Regions from separate parts of the Rattus norvegicus genome. Here region 2 is linked to region 1. Evidence: chromatin contacts called from public Hi-C data. All regions are on one chromosome and are shown on one strand. Each heading gives the region's core, a stretch centred on a gene start, on an enhancer-like site or on the middle of the called end of the contact. The rest is flanking DNA. Distances are from core to core; before and after follow the strand shown. Region 1 has its middle 65 kb from the start of Klf13. Region 2 holds the start of Klf13 (KLF transcription factor 13).

What was found. Hi-C and Micro-C count contacts between places; a contact is called where the count stands out from the background.
Region 2: a Hi-C map of frontal cortex shows a contact between it and region 1, with 4 times the contacts expected there. The contact joins the promoter of Klf13 here to the enhancer-like site in region 1. A contact is called at or near these places in 11 of 12 Hi-C or Micro-C datasets (the A7r5 cell line, the Rat2 cell line, Schwann cells and 6 more).

Annotation. Positions count from the first base shown.
Region 1 is chr1:126,881,437-126,885,479 of GRCr8, reverse strand. No RefSeq gene overlaps it. Among named protein-coding and RNA genes, the nearest start is that of Klf13, 65 kb to the left of the region's middle. Within about 2 kb of position 1,534, at least 41 of the 93 cell types and tissues checked have an H3K27ac peak or open chromatin away from gene starts, as enhancers often do. A contact at or near this core is called in prefrontal cortex, where this site is marked.
Region 2 is chr1:126,946,987-126,950,703 of GRCr8, reverse strand. It overlaps Klf13 (KLF transcription factor 13), which reads left to right and starts at 2,268. Exons shown (of 2, transcript NM_001109147.1): 1 at 2,268-2,468. The coding sequence starts at 2,363.

The DNA of each region.
Region 1 (4,043 bases), core at 285-2,784:
CCTGGGCAGCTGGGAAGGACCAAGGTCTGTGGGTTTCAGAAGCAAAGGGGAAATCTACAAGGGGACAATGGACCCAGAGAGAGAGCGAGGGACTTCCAGGGAAGTGGGCAGCTCTTGTAGCATTAGCACCTTGAATGGCTTGGCTCACACTGAAGCAGGCTTAAGTTGGTGGGAGCTGGCCTGGGTGTCCTATCCACACAGGTATTAGATGAAACTGGAAAGAGGATCATGGCTCCCAGGCAGTGGCCTGTGGAACACAGGTCTGGGTCTGCACTGTAGAAGCCTCCTCAACTCTGCCTGGCATTCTAGGTCTGGTGGGCCAGGGTGGCAATCTCCTGTCCTGCGTCAGCTCAGAGCTTCTGCTTTTCCTTTGGAAAATAAGGAATAGAGGCAGGGAGGCTAATCTGAGACACAGCTTAGTTGTGAGTCCAGGATGGGATCTGAGCCTGTTTACCTGCAGTCTCTATAATCTGGAGGGGGACATTTAGACAGAGGATATTCAAGGTTAGCTGGTATGTGCAGACAAAAGAAATATTGGAGAGCTTTGTTCTTGGTGGGAGAAGCCCTGGAGTTGCAGGACTCAGGAGAAAAGTAAGGCATCACTGGTGGAGACAGGTCTTGGGGATGGAGATAGAATCCAGGAGCCAGGGCGGCCCCTCTCCCCCCACCGTACACGGCTGCACCAGCATCCTTTGGGTAGCTTGATGAACACAAGTTCTGATTCCACAAACCCAGGAAGGAGCTACAGTGTTTCCCAGGTGTAGGTGTTGCTACTGACATTTAAAGCTATAAACCAATTCCATGCCTTTTCCATTTTTTTTTTTTTTCCATGAAGAAAGAAAGGAGCAGTGGGCAAGGCCAGTTGAGCCTGCCTGGTGCAGTTTGGGGTGGGGGAGACCTTGACATGCCCCTTCCTTTAAAAAAAGAAAAAAAAGAAAAACCTCAGATCTGTTTATTGTTTGTTTGTTTTGTTAAGTACCCAGGGTGCCTGTGGGCCTCTGACATGGCTCTTTGTCTCAGCCCCGCCTTGAGCCTTCCCGGAAGTAGAGCGGGGGTCCATACAGGGGAAGTAGATGCCTCCAGGAGAGTGCTGGGCCAGGAGAGAGCAGGGCGGGGTTATCGCTAGGAAAGGAAGTATAACAGGTCACAGTCAGCCTCCGCAAGCCAATTTAGAACTTTCAGGATGGGAGAGGAGGCAAGTACTGTGGAGGGGTTTCTGGTGGAGACCTCGGAGGAGGGCAGAGTAACACAGGGTTTCCTCCCGGTCCCCACCCGCGCGGGTAGATGCTCCCTGTGGTCTTGCTGAATGGTTCTGGCAGGTGTCCTGAGCACGAAGCCTGAGAAAGCAGTTAAGAGACAGATGCTCAAGCCTACAGAGGCGTGCCAGGCCCTTCTTAACGAAAGCGCGGAGGATATGGGTACTGAATCTCAAAAGCAAAGAAGCACAATCCTTCAGCTCCCTAAGACACTGGAGAGACTCAGCTGCTTTAAAGGAGGCGGGCCCCGTGACGTCATCTCTTGAGGGAGGAGCGAGCTGTTCGGGGGGGGGGGCGTGGGGGGGCGCCACTTCCCACCAGCTCTTATTTGGTGGGTGGTACCTCGGCCTGTTTCTAGTTTAGGGCCAAGTCTTGATTTTTCTAGCTCCAACAGCTGCTAGCAAATCACTAAGCTGCGTGAGCCACTGTTCTCTCGTTTATGAAATAAATGTATCTGTTTATAGCTATGGAGGAGCTAACGTATGTGCAATACAAGGCTGATATTTGTGCACGCACCGTCACCTTTGCCACCGTTTTAATTTTTAAGATTAAAATATTTTCTGCGTGTGGGTGTTTTGCCCGCATGTGTGTCTGTGTACCACGTGCATGCCTGTTGCCCACCAAGGGCACTGGATCTTTTGGGAACTGGAGTTACAGATGGTTTTGAGCCATCTTTTCTGGGAATCCAACCAGTGTTCTCTGGAAGCAATCAGCGCTTTTAACTGCCATCTCTCCAGCCCTATCGCCATTTTTTTTATGGACTGTATCCAGTGGCCAGCATCTCCTGGCAATCCTACATGGATGAGGGTTACAGATGAAGTGGAAGGAAGCAGGACTTATGAGCAGGTGTGGGATCTGTGGACTTCTAAAGTGGCCACCCCCTTCATTTCTTCCCTCTTTCTGTGGTAGGCCTCAGCCTGAGGGCCTGTGGCAAACTAGCCTTCTGAGGAAAGCATCACCCTGCTGCTGTTCTCTTGGCTGACCTTGAGTTTATCTCCATCCACATAGTACCAGTGGGCCCAGGAGCCCATAATTAGCCTAATGAGGTGTCTGTTGCACACACGTCTGTGCCTAGGCTCCACTCTGATGGCTACCCAGTAATTTGCCTGATCTCTCGGATAAGGCCTTTGCCTGGACAGGTTCCCACCACAAAGTACCCCATCTCAGGGTGGAGCTTGTAATTGCTGCTGCTTTGCAGGATCCCTACTTTCCCACCTGCTCATGGCCCCGAGAGTCCTCAGGGGCCTGCCATCACATCGGGGAAACCCACTAAGCCAAGGGACCAAGGGACGGGGCTATGCGGAGGATGTAATAGACCATATGGACTGTGCTGTCTGCTATTTGAAGGCATGGTGGAAGAGGCAGTCAGACCTTTTCTGGTATTGTGAAAGGGAGTGGTGGCTGCCCTGGAGATGCTCTGTCTGTGAGTCTGTCCTTCAGTGGTCATCCATGTTCACTTACCTTGTTCCAGGGCCTTGGGGGCCTTTGTGGCTTCCAGACCTCTCCGAACACCTTGGTATTTGAGCCCTAGCACCACAGCCGGAGCCTGCAAAGAGTGGGTGTTGATGTTAGAATGGGACAATTGGCCCTGGAGGGTCTAAGCAGGAAGCTAAGGATGCTGTGGCCTACAAACGAGGGGTGGCGAGCAGCTGGGCACTATCTCCAGCTCTCTTATCCAGGAAGCCTTAGGCGTTTCTGGGCTGGGAGAGCTGGTAGCCCTGGCAGCTGGTACCACCCATCTGGCTCCCTTTGATCTGCTCCAAGGGCTGGTTATGTCACCAGGTGGCTTTCCCTCAAAGATGGCACCAGCAGCTAGCTCATCCTTGCCTGGGTTGTCAACCATGGTGAGGGAGGTCCTCACTGTTTTCCTTTAGAGCATGTCACTAGTCCCCCCAGGGGATCAGGAACAGATGCAGCTCTCGGAAGCCCCAGCTAGGCTGTGTGTGCCCACCCCCTTCGGAACTGAACTCACCTGGAAACAAGGGCTCCTCTACTCTAAAGGATTTAGTGGGCGTGGAGTCTGCCTTTCAGCATTGCCAAACCACCGCATAATCCCCTCAGATTCCCACAGCCATCAGGCCCACGCAGGGGCCTGGTGATACCTTGACACCCACTGCTCCAGGCCCAGGCCTGTTTCCTTCATTCCCAGAGGAGGTCCGGGGGCGCTGGAACCTGTGATGCCTTCCAGCACTGGGTGTGCCCTGAGTCAGAGCTGGCTCACCCTGGGTGGGTAGATGCACCAGAATGCTGTCCTGGAGGGGCACAGGAGCACAAGCCACTCAGGGGCTTTGTGTCCAATGGACCACAGGAGGGCTGAGAGTCTACCACACTAGGCTTCCCATCTCTCTGCCTTATGCTCTCCCATAAGCCCTTTCACTGGACACAGTCAAGCCTCTGTGGTCTCCTTTGAACTAAGACTTCATTCAGGAGCTCTACACTGAGCTGCCTAAGGTGGTGGTGAATCAGATCTCCAGGCTCTCATCCTCGATGCTGGGGAATCACAGAGGCAGAAATGAAGAAGTTCAGGACCAAGAGGGGACCCCAAAACTCCAAAATCTTAGAGCCTGCCAGGCATGGGTCCTACTCTCTCCTATCAACCTCTCCTCCTCTCTTCTGAGCCTTCACGAGTCTCAACCCTTGCTACATCCAAGGACTTCTGGAATCCAGGGAGTGCAGGCAGCCAGGGTTGGGGTGAGGAATGGGAAGAAGCCCCACCTTCACTTTCAGGCCTGCATTTTATCTGGGGATGGCAGAGGAGGGCACACAACACCTGAAATACTCAGGACC
Region 2 (3,717 bases), core at 1,019-3,518, 64 kb before region 1:
GTTGTTTGAACAAGGACGGTGAGCTTAAGCTAATTACATAGTGGCCAGCAGTCACATGAAGATGTGTTGGCTGTGGTGTCCAGTCCTTAGCAGGCTCTCCCTTGTCTTGCCCGTGCCTCTCCAGTTTCCTTGCACTCAGCACCCCATCCCACCACCTTGGTTTGCTTAGTGGTGATGGTGCCTACATGTTTCTCCCATGCTCCTCTCCTACCAGGTTTGCTGAGTGACCTGCAACTCGTAGGTGACCTTTGGGACCCTCAGATTGCCTCAGGCTCTCTGAGGTTCTCAGGAAGATTTTCTCTGATCTGCTGTTTTTGACTATCAGCCCATGGCAGCACCTGGGACACAAAGGGACTTTGAGCTGTCATCTTTTCTAGAGTGCCCCCTTTGCTACTTGGCCTGACACAACCCATGGTGTCTTCTGTGCGAGCGTGGGGCTCTGCAGAATGTCCATATGTCAAGGCTGTGTGCCTGCCAGACTTCGTGGAGGGATGTGGCTCTCTCAAATAGAACAGTCAGGGTGTTACCCGCACTGGCACGGTTCTGCCATGTTAGCAGTCAGAAAGCTGGTTTTCCTAAACTGCCAGGCCTGCAAGACAAGGTTCTGGTACGGCCTGTCCCATGGAGAGACTTCATGCTTTGGATAATTGTATCACTCTTAAGTTCACACTCTAGCTTTTGAGAAACTTCAGTCTTTATTTTCCTGTCCCCATAGAGATTGAATCCCCAGTTTTATATATGCTAGGCAAGTACTTTTTCCACTGAGCCCCAGCAGTTTTTCTCCATCAGTAATGTCATTAAGTTGCCTAGGCTCTGCTGGAACTTGGGGTTCTCCTGCCCCAGCCTCTCAAAGAGCTAGAATTATAGGCCTTCACTCCCACATCTGTCTCTTAGCCTGAATTATGATCCAGAGTTTCAAACTCATTTGTCCAGTTACTCGTGGAGCTTGGCTTGGAAGAAAGAGTTTACGTGGGTGTGTATGGATGTGTGCCCACATGTACATGTGTGCATATGTGCCTTTGCGTGTACTTTGTACACTATTATATATGAGCCGTTCAGCCGGCACATGGGTCAGTTGCTCCCTTGGATGGAAGTCAGCCGTAAGACGCCCTGTAGGTATACAGGCTGCAGCAGGAACGTTTGTCCCTGTGGTACTTGAACCCTTTAGAAAGCCTGATGCCCTGCAAGAGCAGAGCAGGAGGGAGTAGCGTGTCTGGAGGTGCCTGTGCAGACAGGACTGGTCTCCGGATATAGAGGGGACCGGTAGTTGAACAGGAGGGAATTTGCTCTCCTTCAGGCCTCCCCACAGACTAGGAGCCTGGATAGGATCTGAGTGTGGGCATGGGCTGTCCAGCTGAGGGTGCAGTCTGGGCACATCCACCCTTAATTTCTTTCCTCCTTATACTTTGGACTCAAGCTGGTTCTAACTTGCCTTCAGTGGTTTCCAGCCCTCAAGGAACTGGGGCACAGGGGGCTGAAGGAAGGAGAATGTAGGTGCCTCTCCCTTGTGCTATAGGTGTCTATGCTGGGGAGACAGTACACATCCCCGAGGGAAGCTGTGGCTTCCTCCTTCTGCTCTCTGGGGACACCCTGGCACCTCTCCTGTGTGGTGTTGGGGAGGAGGTGGCTTGGTTGGCTGTTCCTGGTCCCAGTCAGGATCCTCCTACACAGCAGAACTGGAGGTAAATACTGAGTTGCCTTGACAACCAAGCTGAGTCTAGGCTCCAAGCGCTCCTTGGCTAGAGAAGCTTTCATTGTCTCAAGTTTCTAAGATGGGTTTCTATTTTGATTTTTTTTTTTTAATTAGCTAGTATGACTAAGATTGCAAAATGCCTGACCTGGTTCCCGTAATTTCTTAATAAACATTTATATTCCATTTATAGGAGGAACATTTCTATGATTCATTGACTTTTTCTTTTAGGTTGGTGAGGCAGGGTGGGGGCAGCACAGAGGGCACCCCACTGCCGACAGCTGGCACAGCGTAGGTTTTGGAGCACTGGCTGAGGGCCAGAGGCTGGGAGCGCTTACGTAAACACCACACCAGGATTTATTGGCTTTGAGGCTGATTAAGTTCCATGGAAAATTTTGGGGAGCTGCTTCTCTTCTCCTGGAGTGCTCAGATGCCCATAAGTGGAGCTTCCAGAGCCCCCGGGGCCACCTACCTTCCTGCCCAAAGCCAGTCTTCCTGGAGGAGTCTAGGGTGTGAACTAGCTTTACACCTCAGCCATGCCAGTGAGGATTATGTCTGCTATTAAGCTCCGACTGCTTCTTGCAGGCAGCCTGGGTCAGCCGCACCTGGCCGGGCTCTCCTGTCCATACGCCTGGCTGTTGATGGGAATGTCCCTGTGGGAATGGCCAGCCCATGAGTGGACACAACAGTACATTCCCAGGGACTCCTGGTTTGCCAGGGTCTCTACTCTGTCTCACTGTCGGTCACTTTATATATCCTTGCCCCAACAGAGAGCCTGGTGAGTAAGCAGGGAAGCTGGTTCGTCCATTTTCTGACCAGTACTGCTGGTCTAGGTCACCTGGTAGATAGTTTATTCGCTGAGGCTCCCCCCTTATGGTCCTGCAGGGTCAGTCTCGTGGTTTATGCATGTCAAGGGGGCTGGATTGTTTTATGGACTGTTTATTCTGTTTTCAGTGTGGACCTGCCAGGAAGGCAACTCTCTGCAGTTGCCGTGTGTGGCAGGCCCCCAGTCCAGCACCAAAGGAATGTCCAGATTTGCTGTACTGATTTCAGATTCAGGGCTGGTTTTGCTTCCCTCAGTCTAAACATTCCAGCTCTGCCTGCTTTCACTAGGGAGCAGCAGCTGGTCCTCAGCAAGAGGCCTGGCCTAGCCCCTGAGTAGAGGGCTGTCTGGTGTCCCCATCACTGAATGCCTTCCCACCCCTCCTCTGTGTAACTTAGATGCCATCCTCCTAATATGACCGAGGGTCACCTCTTCAAGGATGTTTGCAGAATTGAGGCTTTCGTTCTTTTGTTTTTCAGAATTTTATTTCATAGTGTTAAAAAAAAAAAAAAACAACTAGAGTTTTTAACATTGCGTTGAGGGGTGGGGAAGGGCCCGAGACCTGCGTGTTGTCTGTAAGGCTCAGTGGTGTTGCTGTCTCCGTCCTTGGCCAGTTGTGTGAGGTTTGGCTTCATAGATGGTGTGTTTTAGCACCCTTCTTTAAAAACCTCTCGGTGTTTCATTTTTTAAAAGCTGCTTTTACAGTTACTCGTGTGTGTGTGTGTGTGTGTGTGTGTGTGTGTGTGTGTGTATGCGTGTGCATGCGCGCACTCGTGCACGCACAGTGCACGTCTCACAGCATACACATGAAGGTCAGGGGATAGCCTGGGGGAGTCAGTTCTCTCTACCATGTGGGTTCCAGAAATCAAACTCGACTTACCAGGCTTGGCAATGGGTGTCCTTACCCATTGTGCCATTTTGCTTTGAGGAACGCATTCTATTTGGCAATGCCTTATTGTGTAAACAAAGATAATACAGCTTGTTAGTAAGGAGGCTTGGCCTTGAAGTACAAGTGGGCAGCACACCACCATGCATTCTCATCCTTAGTTCTGGTCTGTCTGGTCAAGATGACCTCTGAAGAGCAGAAGAGAAAATGACTCAAGCATCCAAGAGGGTTTGTGCAGCCCCCCCCCCCCATTCCATCACCCCCTTTTGTGTGTGGGTGTAGCCTGATAAAACAGAATTTCATGTACTGAAGGAGTTT